Regions from separate parts of the Ovis aries genome. Here region 2 is linked to region 1. Evidence: chromatin contacts called from public Hi-C data. All regions are on one chromosome and are shown on one strand. The core of a region is the stretch at or near the end of the contact, and the rest is flanking DNA. Distances in the headings are between cores, read along the strand shown.

Region 1 (7,909 bases), core at 1,767-4,266:
AAGAATAATGAAATCTACACCCTGTAATGAGAATCTGTACAGCTTACGATATTGAATTGGCAAAGCTCAGTATATGTATCACAATTTACTCTTTCTCCCTCACCTATGGAAGACATAAGTAAAATCAGCTATGGAACTCTTTTTTGCTAGGCTGGGGTCCTGTGGAATTATTTTCAATCAAGTGTTCTAGGGAGCCACTACCAACTGCTTCTGCTTAACATAACAGTTAACCTATATGCCATGCCTGTGATATACTCTTTTGTAGACTTAACTCCAAAGAATATGTAAGGAGTTTTAATCCCAGTCTCCTCTTTCTCCATCCTAAGGATTAATGAAAACTCACAACAGTGTGGCCAAAAGGACCATGTGGGGATCAGCGTGGAATCTTCTTGCAAGTTCTAGAATCTCTAGACCTCATGCCCTCGTGTTGCTGTGGCCACCCCACCTTGTTAGTAACCACAAAAAATTTGTTTACATATTTACTCCTATACAGCTTTTAAGTACCAAGCACCTTTCAATTGTGGAGTAGGAAATGGTAACCCACTCCAGTATTCTTGATTGAGAAATCCCACAGACAGACGAGCCTGGCAGGCTACAGTCCACGTGGTCACAAAAGAGTCAGACGTGACTGAGCGGCTAAACAACAACAAATCTTTCACTTGATGCCTATGAAAGATTTTCTTCCTTAAAATATGCCATACTAATGCTTGTTTACTACCTGGTCTGCTAACTAATGAAAATGGCGGTACAGTATGTCATAAAGCTGACTGCACTAACCAAGGGTTCTATGTCTTTATTCTCTTGGTCTTTAACCAGTGTGCACTATCCTTTGTTAGAAAGGATAAGAATTACTTCCTGCTTATAATCCAAGCAGAAAATGTGTTCCCACTTCAGAGTGTCTTGAAACTTCCTGTGTCACACCATTAAGATTCCCCCAGGCAAGAGCAGCTTGGAGTCTTAATACTTAATCATGCCCAGCCCAGTAATGTGTAGACTCACTGAAGCATGTCTTCTTTTCCATTGCTAGGATGTACGCTTCCTGAGCCCAGGAACTATATATTTGTCTATTTACCCATATCACACTATCTTTTATCAAAGCCTTCATGAAGATGCTCCATAATTTTTTCCTTGTTTTGAATGTAAAAACTATTTGGAAAAGGCTCAAAGACAGAGAACATTTCCACTGCACCAGACTACACCTCCATTCCAATCTGTTGTAAGTCCTGGATCTGAAGAAAGAGCTAAGGAATTTTGTTTCTCTTATTACATCCTCTTCATCTCCATCCCCAGTAATTCCTCAGTCTAAAAAATAAATAGCCATGGAGTCTCCTACCTGCTGCACGTGGTTCTCAATGCTGGCTGAACATTAGAATCACCTGAGGAGCTCCTGTGAATAAAAATGATCAGTGTCAGGACCCTACTTCAGAATGATTTAATCAGGATCAGTGGGGGTGGCACATCAATTCTCCTAGTCCTTGCACAGCCCCACGTGACAGATGCTGTCTCCCCATTTTCCAGATGAGGAAACTGAGGCTCAGAGATGGGAGGAATTTTTCCATTACACATCTAACAAGAGTTGGCACAAGCCTAGTCCCCAAATGACTCTCAAATATATGTTGTTCTTGTTAAGTGTCCTCAATAGCATCTTTTAACAACTTGTGAGGTAGCACCACCCAGAGCCCTCACTCGGCTAAGCTGCAGGCAGGCTGGTATCAAACACAGAGACCCATTCATCTGCACACACAGCTGCAGAGGAGGACTTTGACTTGCCAAGCAGAGCAGCCACAAACCCTAACTGTCTCTGAACTGTCAACTGTCCCATTACATCTTGGCACCATGACCAGGATGACAGTTTTCTCTTGAGAACCAGAAGGTTAGGGCAGCACAAATATTAGGATGGATGGCCAAGCCAAAAGTCAACATCTTTTCTAAAGATTACTGTGCATTTTGAACACTTTAATTCCTGAATGATGCTATGTGTTTAGATCAATAATTAATAATTATTTATATTTATAATTATTTAATAATATTGATAATTATTAATTATAATTAATTGATAATCATTAATGGTTAGTGTTTATTATTAATAATTAATAATAATTAATGTTATAATCTAAATAATTAATAATCCTTAATAAATCAATAAATAATAATTTAGATTAATAATAAATTAATAAAATAAACAATAATTTAGATTAATAATAATAAGAGTATAATAAGGACATGGGATGACATTTGATTAAAAAAATGAAAATGAATTAAATGGATTGGTATAGGTGAGCCAAAAGTGAGAACAGCTTGCCTTCTTCCTCATCTCTATTGATTTCATCTATCCATTCACTAGACAAAACAAGAAAACTCAAAAACGATTCTCTGTAAGATTAAAGGATTCCCCTATAAATGCCCATCTTTATCAGTTAGAGAATCTTGTCAACTTTCTTCCCCCTATATGCTGCATGAAGAGCTACTTTACCCTGTTCTTAGCAAATCTGAAGCTGCTAAGACATTTTGGGGTGGGTGAAGGAGACGCCAGGCTCCCTGGGTTCTATTGGAGGCAAACTTCTTTCCCCAGCTTGTGGCAGACTGGGGACAAGCCTTCTACAATATGGATTTCGTTGTCTGAACTCCCTCAATTCAACAACGCCCCTTGTCAAAGCACAGAGCCTGCAGTTATATCACAGATCAGCCCAGGAAACAGCGAGTCATGAATCACAGAGGCACATGGATTTCTGCCGAACAAAGAAAGCCAGCTCTGGGAAACTTTCTGGCCCTGGCTTTCCCTCTGTTCCAGTGGAAAAGCAGGTAATTTCCAACTGGTCCTGTAGAAAACCAGTGCAAGATCATGCAAGGCAGGTGTATCCAACCCAGTCCACTGCTTTATCTTCTCACATACACAAATACTATTTTTCATACCAGCTGCATCCTAAACCCCGAGTTAAGATGGTGATTAGTGGTGGTGGTGGGCGTCTCAGTAGGAGCTTTCTTAAGAAGAAAGGGCTTTGATTGAGCCAATGAAAGCTGTTGCCAGGGAACCAGATGCCATGAACAGGCCACTCCAGCAGCATAAGAATACAAGCCTGGAGTGCTGGACTGAGCATTAAGTGTACTTGGCAGCCGAGTCCTACGAGGCCAGTTAACCCTTTGTGCACCTAACCATGTCTAGACAGTGAATCAAGACGAGGATTTTGGTAAAATCTGAAAAGTTGCCCCTCCTCTCAGCCAATCCCGTTGGAATGTACTCTTTCAAAGAGGTTCTTCCTACCTAACAACTGCCCTGTGAAACCTGCTTTAAAAGGGGTTGGCATCAGAGGTGAGTGTGCGCAAGGACTGATTAAGGCCCAAGGTTCTGCAGAGGACATGCTCACATCTAACCACACTTTTTGTAACGCTAGTGGGTCCTCTCGACTCGCAGTAGGCCTGCATCCGGGCTTTGGACTCTGAGAAGGGACTTTGCTGCTCTAGGTGGGTCTGCTCTGTGAGATCAGAAGGAAATGTATCTTCCCTCCTTAAACACCTACTTACAGAGCTTCCTAGGGCCAGTCAGAGGTTGGTAACCTCTGCCCCACTTTAAGACTGTTGCATGAAGGAGTGTAGGAACAGGCTGGCTTTCTGGGAAAATGGGGAAACAGGCAAAGCCACTGAGGATGGGCCTCGTGAACCCACTTCCCAAGGGAGACTTACCCACCGTCTTGCCCCAACTCTTCCTCTCCCTCATTTCTCCCCCACCAGTCCCAAACCCAGGCATGTGCTCTGGGTCCCCTTCCTACACAGTATGGTTAATTCATCTCTGCAGAAGGACTTGCATCTGAACTCAGCTCTCCAGAAGATATGAATGCTTTTCCAAAGGAAACTATAAAGGTTGAGTCACAGGCAGTGGGCTTACCTGTGGTCCAGGGGCTCCTGGGTTTACAAAGTGAACACTAGCAGCAAGGGCCTTGAGGGGAAGTTCTCCCAGAACCCAGGCTCCCTGATGCCCCTTCCTCTTTCTCAGACTGTCATCTCCAGCTCCCTGGCAGCTCCCCTCCTGGACTAAGAGTGAGGACACTGATTGGTACATCAAAACCTCACTAATGTAGGCAAATAGGGGGGAGGTATTTGTGTACCTTGGGTTATACAATACATATGTCCCTGGAAAGATACAAATACTTTGTACATCAAATTAACATTTTGCTAAAATGATTAGCAGACAGCTCACAATTTTCACTCCATAGTTGTTAGAAAGTGTAAAAACCATTCCCATCACAGAGTTTGAAGAGTGAACTGGGAGCCAGGTGACAGAGAAGTATCTGGTTGTGCAGCCCAGTAACTTACTGTGAACAACACATGAGATTCCCTAGTGTGAGAAAATGGCTTTCAGGGCATCCTTTTGTAAAACAAAGCTTCACCACTGTGTGCTAACGGTGGGGAGAGAATTTCTGTGTATTCTCAATTGTGTGATGCCATTCAGTTCAGTTCAGTTCAGTCACTCAGTTGTGTCCAACTCTTTGTGACCCCATGAACTGGAACACGCCAGGCTACCTGTCCATCACAAACTCCTGGAGTCCACCCAAACCCATGTCCATTGAGTTGGTGATGCCATCCAACCATCTCATCCTCTGTCATCCCCTTCTCCTGCCCTCAATCTTTCCCAGCATCAGGGTCTTTTCCAATGAGTCAGCTCTTCACATCAGGTGGCCAAAGTATTGGAGTTTCATCTTCAACATCAGTCCTTCCAATGAACACCCAGGACTGATCTCTTCTAGGATGGACTGGTTGGATCTCCTTGCAGTCCAAGGGACTCTCAAGAGTCTTCTCCAACACCACAGTTCAAAAGCATCAATTCTTCGGTTCTTAGTATGGACCTAACAGAAGCAGAAGATATTAAGAAGAGGAGGAAAGAATACACAGAAGAACTGTACAAAAAAGATCTTCATGACCCAGATAATCATGATGATGTGATCACTAATCTAGAGCCAGACATCTTGGAATGTGAAGTCAAGTGGGCCTTAGAAAGCATCACTACAAACAATGCTAGTGGAGGTGATGGAATTCCAGTTGAGCTATTTCAAATCCTGAAAGATGATGCTGTGAAAGTGCTGCACTCAATATGCCAGCAAATTTGGAAAACTCAGCAGTGGCCACAGGACCGGAAAATGTCGGTTTTCATCCCAATTCCAAAGAAAGGCAATGCCAAAGAATGCTCAAACTACCGCACAATTGCACTCATCTCACATGCTAGTAAAGTAATGCTCAAAATTCTCCAAGCCAGGCTTCAGCAATACGTGAACTGTGAACTCCCTGATGTTCAAGCTGGTTTTAGAAAAGACAGAGGAACCAGAGATCAAATTGCCAACATCCGCTGGATCATGGAAAAAGCAAGAGAGTTCCAGAAAAACATCTATTTCTGCTTTATTGACTATGCCAAAGCCTTTGACTGTGTGGATCACAAGAAACTGTGGAAAATTCTGAAAGAGATGGGAAAAGCAGACCACCTGACCTGCCTCTTGAGAAATCTGTATGCAGGTCAGGAAGCAACAGTTAGAACTGGACATGGAACAACAGACTGGTTCCAAATAGGAAAAGGCTGTATATTGTCACCCTGCTTATTTAACTTCTATGCAGAGTACATCATGAGAAATGCTGGACTGGAAGAAACACAAGCTGGAATCAAGATTGCTGGGAGAAATATCAATCACCTCAGATATGCAGATGACACCACCCTTATGGCAGAAAGTGAAGAGGAACTAAAAGCCTCTTGATGAAAGTGAAAGAGGAGAGTGAAAAAGTTGGCTTAAAGCTCAACATTCAGAAAATGAAGATCATGGCATCCAGTCCCATCACTTCATGGGAAATAGATGGGGAAACAGTAGAAACAGTGTCAGACTTTATTTGGGGGGGCTCCAAAATCACTGCAGATGGTGACTGCAGCCATGAAATTAAAAGATGCTTACTCCTTGGAAGAAAAGTTATGACTAATCTAGATAGCATATTCAAAAGCAGAGACATTACTTTGTCGACTAAGGTCCATCTAGTCAAGGCTATGGTTTTTCCTGTGGTCATGTATGGATGTGAGAGTTGGACTGTGAAGAAGGCTGAGCACCGAAGAATTGATGCTTTTGAACTGTGGTATTGAAGACTCTTGAGAGTCCCTTGGACTGCAAGGAGACCCAACCAGTCCAATCTGAAGGAGATCAACCCTGGGATTTCTTTGGAAGGAATGATGCTAAAGCTGAAGCTCCAGTACTTTGGCCACCTCATGTGAAGAGTTGACTCATTGGAAAAGACCCTGATGCTGGGAGGGATTGGGGGCAGGAGGAGAAGGGGACAACCAAGGATTAGATGGCTGGATGGCATCAGGACTCGATGGACGTGAGTCTGAGTGAACTCCGGGAGAAGGTGATGGACAGGGAGGCCTGGCGTGCTGCAATTCATGGGGTTGCAAAGAGTCAGACACGACTGAGTGACTGAACTGAACTAGGTTGGTCATAACTTTCCTTTCAAGGAGTAAGCATCTTTTAATTTCATGGCTGCAATCACCATCTGCAGTGATTTTGGAGCCCCCCAAAATAAAGTCAGCCACTGTTTCCACTGTTTCCCCATCTATTTGCCATGAAGTGATGGGACTGGATGCCATGACCTTAGTTTTCTGAATGCTGAGCTTTAAGCCAACCTTTTCACTCTCCTCTTTCACTTTCATCAAGAGGCTCTTTAGTTCTTCTGCGCTTTCTGCCATATGGGTGGTGTCATCTGCATATCTGAGGTTATTGATATTTCTCTCAGAAATCTTGATTCCAGCTTGTCCTTCCTCCAGCCCAGTGTTTCTCATGATGTACTCTGCATATAAGTTAAATAAGCAGAGTGACAATATACAGCCTTGATGTAGTCCTTTTCCTATTTGAAACCAGTCTGTTGTTCCATGTCCATTATCTATTGAAAAAAAATTTTTTTCTATTTACTGAGCTGGTACTGCGTGCCAGGCACTACATCCAGTGTCTTGCATAAGTCATCTTATTTGTTAATTAAAGAAACATCACTGTGCCAATAATTAATGAAAATCAAAGGAAAAAATTTTTAAATTTTACCCACCACCATATAATGACATAAAGTATTTTACCTTCTTACTCTAATATTCAATGTTTCTAAATTATCAGAATCTGTGTACTTTTGATGAACAACATTTGCTCTGAGATTCTCCACTTAGAATTAAAATCACTGTTCTCATCACCCCTCATTGCCCCTGGTGACTGAGCCACTAGCCAGAATGATTGATTTTCCACATGCTATGAAAGAATCAAGAATGTGTGATTTTTATTTCTTCTCCAACCTTACTATCTCTCCATCGTAAATTTAAATGCTTGAAATTACTGTGACCACTCCTACTAATAAAATGAAGCCTTAAGCAAAAACAAAGCTAAATATTTTAGACTCTCAAAACAAACTGTTCAGAAAGACCTGAAGTAAATAGATCTCCAGCCCCCTAGCTCCTCAACTAGATGGACCGTGTGGTCATAATTTATCCATAAGAAAAGGAAGGGAGCAGGGAGTCATGGCTGATACTTTCTCCCTTGCTGTGATTCTAGAGTAGTCTTTATTGCCTTTTGCATTTAATTCTTTCAAACCTGATCTGGACCACATGAGAAATTAACCCTAGCCTCTGAACAAGCCAAGGAAGACATCTTCAGCAAGTCTGTGCTTCTTCCAACAAATTGAGAGCTCTGTATCTCCCGCATTAATTCTCTTGGTGCCCTGTCAGCCTCTAAATATCAAGGTTTTTGTTGGTCAGTGACTTTCACCTATGACCCTAAACTTTGTTTTTGTTGTTGTTCAGTCATTAAATCATGTCCGATTCTTTGCAACTCCATGGACTGCAGCACACCAAGCCTCCCTGTCCCTCACAGTCTCCAGGGATTTGCCCAAGTTCATGTTCATT
Region 2 (7,909 bases), core at 1,820-4,319, 70 kb after region 1:
AGTTTCTAAGGATATAGATAGGAACTAGCCATATCAAAGATGAAAGAATGCTCCAGGAAAAGGGACCACAAGAAGGTGAGAAAGCATGGTGGCATGGGAGAAACGTAAGTAGCTTGTAGTGCCTGGACCTCAGGGTACATTTAAGAGAGGAAGTGGTGAGAAATGCAGCTGGTGGGATAGACAGGAGCAGATCAGGAAGGCTCATAGGTAGCAACTGAGAAATTTATCCTAAAGGCTGTGAGATCCTGTTTACACACAAAGTGACATAACCAGGTTTTTATTTTAGAGAAATGGCTCTCCCAACTATGCAGACAATGGATTGAGCAGGGTAAGACCAGACATCTACACTTGCTTGACAGCAAGTGTCCAAGGACAGTATTTTCTGCAGAATATTGAACAGAACTGATTGGCCGCTCTGTGTGTAGCTCCACCTTCAGCCTCTTCTCTGAATTCCCTTCTTGCATGCCATCTTCTACCACAAGTATCCTTATTAGTCATATGATGTATGTCAATTGGAGGATTTCTAGTGCAGTTGATATTTTATTGCTACACAACTTGAATTTCAATTTGCCTTCCATCTGGGGCTTGGTAAACTGCCACGCACCTTTGGACCTCTCCATAAAAAGTAATTTATGAACTTTTGAGAGAAGTTAGTATTCCCAAAGCTAGACTCTTGAGACTGAGTTAGCCTTGGTCTAAGAAGATATAAGTAAGTAAAAGAAGTTATTTCAAATTGGAAGAAAAATAATGTCCTTGCATTTAACTAGACATTTCCATATTTAAACCCAGACTGACTCATATCTTCTAGATCTGTCTACTTGGCTCCTTTAATAGAGCTCCCTGGGGTATGTCTTTAGGCTGGAGACTTTAACAGGTCTTAAACAACTGTTTGATATGCCCATCTCATCCTCCTCCTCATCCAGGAAGATTTAAAGTGAAAATGTGTAGCGTAAACAAGACCTTAAATCTTGTTCCAAGAATTTGATAATGACAATACCAAAAGGCCATCTTGGGTCTTGATCTCCTGCATTAAACAAACAGGTTCAAGATTTATTATAACACAACAAAAGCTCTACAGGTCATAGGCATCTTGAGTCATATCATATAAAATAAAGTATTTTTAGATACTATTCTTAAGGAAAGGTCAGCAGGGCTATGTAAAGGGGCCAGTATTATCCTTCCTTTTATGGTTTCGTTTCTACTGGAAAGAATGTTTTTTAACAATCTGGAATTTGCCTTTGCATTTTCCATTTTTGACCAAAAACACAAAACCATGAAGGTACGAAGGCTGACTTTTAAGCCTCCTCCCACTGGTTTCTGCTGCAAGTCCACATGCAAAGCTGTGGGAAGGCAAAAGTACTTTCTGAGATCTGTTTGGCATTGGATACATCCCCTCAACGACGAACCACTGCAAGTTATAGGGGCAGTTCCATGAGTGAACATTAGCGGTCAAAGGGTACTCACGCCTCAGGAACAGCATGGTGGAAAAAGACGCTATGCATAATTTAAAAGGCTCCCGCCAGCACTTTTGATAGCTCCTGCCCTTGTACCCACCAAGCGTTTGACCCCTTTGGAGCCTGCAGGTCTGACATTCTCTCACAAGAACTGACACACAACTGGGAAGGAATCAGGTGGCCCACTCTGCCTGATAAGGTGACTTTCAGTCTCTTGATATCAGATGAGCATCCTATACCAAGAGAAATAAGTATTCTGAAACAATCAGAATAAATATAGCCATGTTTCATTTTTATTTAAAACAATAAACAACAACTTGGGAATTAAACATGGCCAACATAGGTTGAGAAGGCAGTGGCAACTCACTCCAGTGTTCTTGCCTGGAAAATCCCAGGGACGGAGGAGCCTGGTGGGCTGCCGTCTATGGGGTCACACAGAGTCGGACACAACTGAAGCAACTTAGCAGCAGCAACATAGATTGAACAGCAACAACAATAACATAGGTTGAAATTGAAGGAAATTTTTAATATATTTTTATTTGTAATTGAAGGATACTTGCTTTACAATATGATGTTGGTTTCTGCCATACATCAACATGAATCAGGCATAGGTATGCACATGTCCAGGGCTTCCCAGTAAAGAACCCACCTTCCAATACAGTAAACATAAGAGACGTGAGTTGGATCCCTGGGTTGGGAGGATCCCCTGGAGGAGGGCACGGCAACCCACTCCAGTATGCTTTCATAGACCATCCCCACAGAGAAGCCTGGCAGGCTATCGTTGATAAGGTTGCAAAGAGTCGGACATAACTGAGCAACTAAAACTTTCACTCACTTTCATCTGTTTTACCTATGGTAGCGTACAGTATATATTTCCATTCTACTCTCGAAATTGAGGGAAATTTTAAGCCACCTATACTGCATGCTAGTATCAGATGCTCTTTGCTGCTTTTCAAGTTTTGAGTGCTTGCTGAAGGATCCCATGATTTGAAGAAAGCAGAAGAGGTTTAGCATGAGACCCCACCTAGTAAGGGTCATCTCTGAAATTGCCTGATTATCTGGCAGGAATGCTATCTCCTTGCTAAAAGCCTGCCGCTAGATTAATGCTAGCATTTGAAAATCTACTTGGGCCCAATGGTGGGCAGCAGGCGAAGGAATGTGTTTTTTGTTTCTCTCTTTAGTGGCAGGAATGGTCACCACAAAAAGACTCTGGGCTCCCAGTTTCAGGCAGGTCTGGAAGTTGTGTAGTCTGTGGTCTGTGAATGTACACACCAGCTCAGGAATAATGGGATAGAACTGTGCCTGTATTCACAGCCAGTTGCCTGCGATGGTTGATGGGTTAGTCAGTTTCTTCAGGTTGATAAGATCCCGCAGATCCCACAGGTCCCGCCACATGGTTCAGAGAGGAAGTGTTACCACCCCCATTGCTCTATCTCCCAGGAATGCAATTTGAGTTGTGTCTCCTCGACAGCTTGGACCTCAGTAAATTACCAGGGTCTTGACCCAAGAGATGGAGAAGTCTTAAGCAATTTTTCAGTCTCCTATCTAAAAACGTGTTTACATTTCTTGAACTCTGGCTGACTGATTCATTCTCCTGGTGTTGCAAGAACTTTCCTTATGCATTAGTATTTATAAGTTTCTTTTCTAAGAGACTCATGGTTCCTTCCAAGCCACGGTCAAGTGAACCTCATCGCAACGCAATTTTGTTGGGCTGGATTTGTCCAGAGGATGGATCAGGGCCAAACAGCTGTGATGTGGCAAGATCAAGTGAGGCTAACAGGAGGAGGCATGAGGTGGAGGGGAAAAGTAGGAGATACTAAGTCAGGAGGTCTGGGTTCAAGTTCTGGTCCCGCGCTCTTTCAAGGTATGGCCTTGAGCCAATCACATGAAATCACTCCCTGGGCCTCAGTTTCCCTAGTTATCTCAAATAACAAATGTTTTCAGTCTGTGCAGAAGCCATTTTCCAGCAAGATAGAACAGCTGAGAAACAACAGAAAAGGGAAACGGAGTCAGCCCACAAAGAAAGAGTAGAGGCTTCAGGTCAAAGAAGCAAAGATGCAGAATTGCATGTGGCCAGACTCGTCACAGAACTACTTAGGACTAGCAAGTATGTAAAGAAGCTTGTGCTGGACGCTAGTCCAGTACCAGAGACTAAAATCCTTTTCAGAGGAGCCATGCACTTAGCTGAATCTGTTCCTCAAATAAACATTCCTTTACAGACATGAAATTTACTTTCTTAGGGGAAAAAAGGAAAAACAAAATAAATCCTATCCTCTAGCAGCATGAAGTTTGAGTCTGGCAGTCTTGGACTCAAATCCTTACTCAAAACCTCACTAGTTGCACACCCTTGGGTGGATTACTTTATCTTTTGAGCCTCAGCGTCCACACCTACAGAGAGTATGACAGCACAACCATGGAGGAGAGTCGTGGTTGTCCGTATGTGCCTGCTTCTGGGTGAGCGGCAAGATTTCTGTTAGTCCCTTCCCACCAGCCCCGTTTTGACCTTTGCCTTTGTTTGCTTGTGTTTCCACCTCTCCTATTGCCCCTCCACATAATGAGGAAAAGGGAAGGCTCTGATCTCTCTATCTGGAAGGTTGCAGAAGCATTTTCCTACTTCAGTGAAGTAGGATCATACAAAATTTATATTCAACAGTATCAGCAGATTTTTTCCATCAATATTTCCTTTTTAATTTCAGCTTTATCTGAATTTTAGTAGCACAAAGAATTTACTTTTGTTCTTTTAAAGAGCAACCAAAACAAGAAAAATAGAAATTTGAATATAAGGTCTATAACACTTTATTAAATGGAGCGTTTAGACTGTGCCTATAGAGGTTACATGTGTTATTTGGTAAGTAAATACGAATGCCATAAGCATGTGTGTGTTTATAGTCTTACACATATGAACTAGGTGTGTAGGTGTATGTTATATATAAAATTTCATGAGACCTATATCTGACAACCTTGACCCTTTTCCCTCTGATTTTCATCATAGTAAACACTGAGTCCAGAACAGATCTTCATATGAATCTTAATGAGACCTCACCTTTGACTCAAAAGCCCGAGAATCAGGTACAGTATTGATTCTTCATGAGCAAGTGAGTGGGAGTCGGGACTTTGAGCTTCTTGTCCCTGCTTGCTGTGTGACCCTGGGTGAGATTCTTCACCTCTCTGGGCCTCATTTGCTTCATCAGTTAAATGAGACAAGTAGACTATAAAATCACAGAGGTTCCTTAACTCATAGACTTGGAATGTCTTAACTCAACTTGGACTGTTTTGTCTGGCTCTTCATAAGCGCGAATAGCTGAATAGGCCTTTCCCTGACTTCTGCAAAGTCAAAAGGGAACAGGAAAACACAGAAAGGCATCCTCCATGGAGGCAGTGGGGACTAAGACTTGGTGCCAATGGGCCCGTTTTTTTCCTACTCTAATTCTCATTCCTGAGAATGAGAAAAAAATAGCAACCAAGAAAAAAATGCAAGGAGACTGTGAAGAAAGGAGAAAAATGCTTTATCTGGGTGGATTAAGAATACTTATTAGTGATTCGAGGACATATGTTCACAAATATTTATAAATTGGTTCCTTAAAATTAAAGATTTGAAGCTGGCACTGCCTTGAGATTCACTCTAGAGAGACAACTCAGGGTATTTCCTAGAGCTCTGTGGGTCTCAGCAGATGCAGCACAGCCCAGGGCTCTCCCTGCTGAGTGACAGCAGCTGGGGAGGAGGGGGCGGTGGGGGAGAGGCGGTGGGGGGGAGGGGCGGGGGAGGGGCGGGGGGAGGGGACGGTTGGGGGGGGCGGTGCTGGTGGTTGAGAGATGAACCAACATGGCCTCTATTTCTCCCTTATCTCCAACTTCCTGGCTTTCTCCTCCCTCACACTCATTAAAAAACAGTAAAAATAAAAGTAGCTTTGTTTCCCTGTGTGTGCCTAGTTGGTTCTGAGGAAGGACCTGAACTCTCACTGTTAGGACCCCAGGCCTGGGTCAGGCCTCCCCTGAGCTGAAACACAACCGAGTCAACCCTTCCTGCTACTGAGGAGCCACACAACCAACATTTGCATTTTTTTTAATATGCCTGTTTTGAAGCTACCCTTTATATGGAATGTGAAAGGTTTTCTTCTTCAAGAGAGGCTGTGACTGAGGAAAATATGCTGTATTTCAATAATTCCACAACTCCAGAGGCCTTGCAAACACCTCATGTACTCCAAATTCACACAGCCCCATCGTTATATTCCAGGAGACCTCATATCACCTGCAATAAGAGTGGCTCAGCTATGTCAAATTAAATCCTAGACTGAATTATTAACCTTGCATCCAGAAAGAGGAACACCAGACCCAGGGTCTTCAACTCTAATCCTGGGTTTCCCCTGTGAGGCTCTGGCAAACCCACTCACTCTGAGACCTGCCCGCATCCCTGCTTTGTGAAAGGATGGGAATTGTTCCCACCAGAACCTGTTGGATTGTTCAAGTTGCAGTAGTCTTGCTTCCTTGAGAAGTAATACCAGAAAGGAAAGCCATCAAGGAAATGTCTAGGCAGTCTCAGTTCAGTTCAGTTCAGTCGCTCAGTCGTGTCCGGCTCTTTGTGACCCCATGAACTGCAGCACGCCAGGCCTCCCTGTCCATCACCATCTCCCGGAGTTCACTCAAACTCACGTCCATCAAGTTGATGATGCCATCCAGCCATCTCATCCTCTGTCATCCCCTTCTCCTCCTGCCCCCAATCCCTCCCAGCATCAGAGGCTTTTCCAATGAGTCAACTCCTCTCATGAGGTGGCCAAAGTACTGGAGTTTCAGCTTCAGCATCATTCCTTCCAAAGAAATCCCAGGGCTGATCTCCTTCAGTGTGTACTGGTTGGATCTCCTTGCGGTTCAAGGGACTCCCAAGAGTCTTCTCCAACACCACAGTTCAAAAGCATCAATTCTTCGGTGCTCAGCCTAGGTAGTCTCACCAGCCTCCAAATCCGGAGAAAATGGGGGTAAGGTCTGAGAGGGGGAGGTGCCTTCCATGCCTTCCTCACCCCCTTACTTCTTGAGGCTAATGGCTCTTTATTAGATTAATCACTGACTTCAACTTTAACTACTTCCTCAACCTACTCCATGTAAATGGCTAATTTCATGTTTACTATAAAGCATCTGGAAAGGATTTAGAAACAAATTTCTGCCCAGCGGATTTCAGTTATGAACCTTGATGGGCCACTGACAAACATGGTAGATTCCTTCCACTGTCGCCTTCCCTCTCTGAAGCAGGCTAGGATATCACACAAAATTGATCTTTATCAGCGCCAGCCGTTTGTGCTCTTCTTTCCTCTCCATGAATCCCCACTCCCACCCCCGACTCCCGCCCCCTACCCCGCCCCCTCCCACCACTGGGATCTGACCATATTAGGAGTTCAGTCACATAAGATACTTTTACTTTTTTATCAGTGTGCTGAGAGGAGGAGGGAAAAACCCAAAGGTGGAATCTTTTGGCATCACCGTGCTTTAAATGAGAAGTCACACACCTCGATTTGGAAAAAAATTTCTGACGGGTGGGTGAGAAAGACAGACAGACAGCGCTTTGCAGGACATGCCTGGGTTCCTGGATTTACCCAGTTCTGGATGCTGCCTCTGGTACCCCCTAGTGGTTGGATTTTAAAACCTCCGCTGTGCGTTTCCGAAGAGGCGGTGGACGCTATGAGGATAAGAAAGAGGCAGAGAGCTCTTGCCTCTAGCACACAGGATGGCAGACCGTGGGCTCGCTCCTGAGGCACCTCTTTCGCACCTGGCCTAGGCGGTAAATCCATAAATAGAGAAGAGTAGCAACCGACATCAACAACTTCCTAGGAGCTGAACGAGGGGGTTTAGTGGGGAAGAAACAAACCTACAAGAGGAAATTGGGAGATGAGAAATGAAGAAAAGAAAAAGGAGACAAGCAGGCCTGTTTCAACTCCAAGCTCCTATTTCCTCTTTCAAATGAGCTGCTTCCCCACTGTGAACAGAATCAAGTATTTATGAAGGCATTTTTTGCATATTAATAGCTGCATGTGGAACATTTCCAGTTCTGAAGTCCTAAAGGTATGGTGCCCTTTTTTTTAATGCAGGTCCTTCAAACTCCTCACAGAATTTGGTATTCGTCTTCCCATGTATTTTCCTTTCTGCCTTGTGGCTCCTCCTAAGGCATTTCATTTGATTAAGGGAAATTAGTTCCTGGGATACCATCAGAAACGAAGCACTGCTCTTACCTCGGTGGCTCACCTCAATCACTAGAGATTTTCCTCTTCCCCAGGGCCTCTCTATGTAAGAGGCCAAAGGTTGAGTGAGGTGAGCAGAACCTAAAAAGATTATTAAACGTGTAACTTGAAACTCTATAAGGAAGGGTTAACATATCTATCTTGAGAGGGGAGAAAGTAAAACTTTCTTTAAAAAGTAAGAAAAATACTTAAAATTGCAGTAACTACAACAGTATTACTATCTATGCT

What was found. A called contact is a pair of places that touch in the nucleus more often than the background predicts.
Region 2: a Hi-C map of mixed tissues shows a contact between it and region 1, with 2.7 times the contacts expected there. The contact joins two enhancer-like sites. A contact is called at or near these places in 3 of 16 Hi-C or Micro-C datasets (mixed tissues, omental adipose tissue and retroperitoneal adipose tissue).

What each region holds. Positions count from the first base shown.
Region 1 is chr2:204,374,660-204,382,568 of ARS-UI_Ramb_v3.0, forward strand. No RefSeq gene overlaps it. Among named protein-coding and RNA genes, the nearest start is that of KIAA2012, 13 kb to the right of the region's middle. Within about 2 kb of position 3,017, at least 8 of the 54 cell types and tissues checked have an H3K27ac peak or open chromatin away from gene starts, as enhancers often do.
Region 2 is chr2:204,444,837-204,452,745 of ARS-UI_Ramb_v3.0, forward strand. KIAA2012 (KIAA2012 ortholog) reads left to right here. Exons shown (of 21, transcript XM_060410262.1): 10 at 4,447-4,523. Among named protein-coding and RNA genes, the nearest start is that of KIAA2012, 57 kb to the left of the region's middle. Within about 2 kb of position 3,070, at least 4 of the 54 cell types and tissues checked have an H3K27ac peak or open chromatin away from gene starts, as enhancers often do.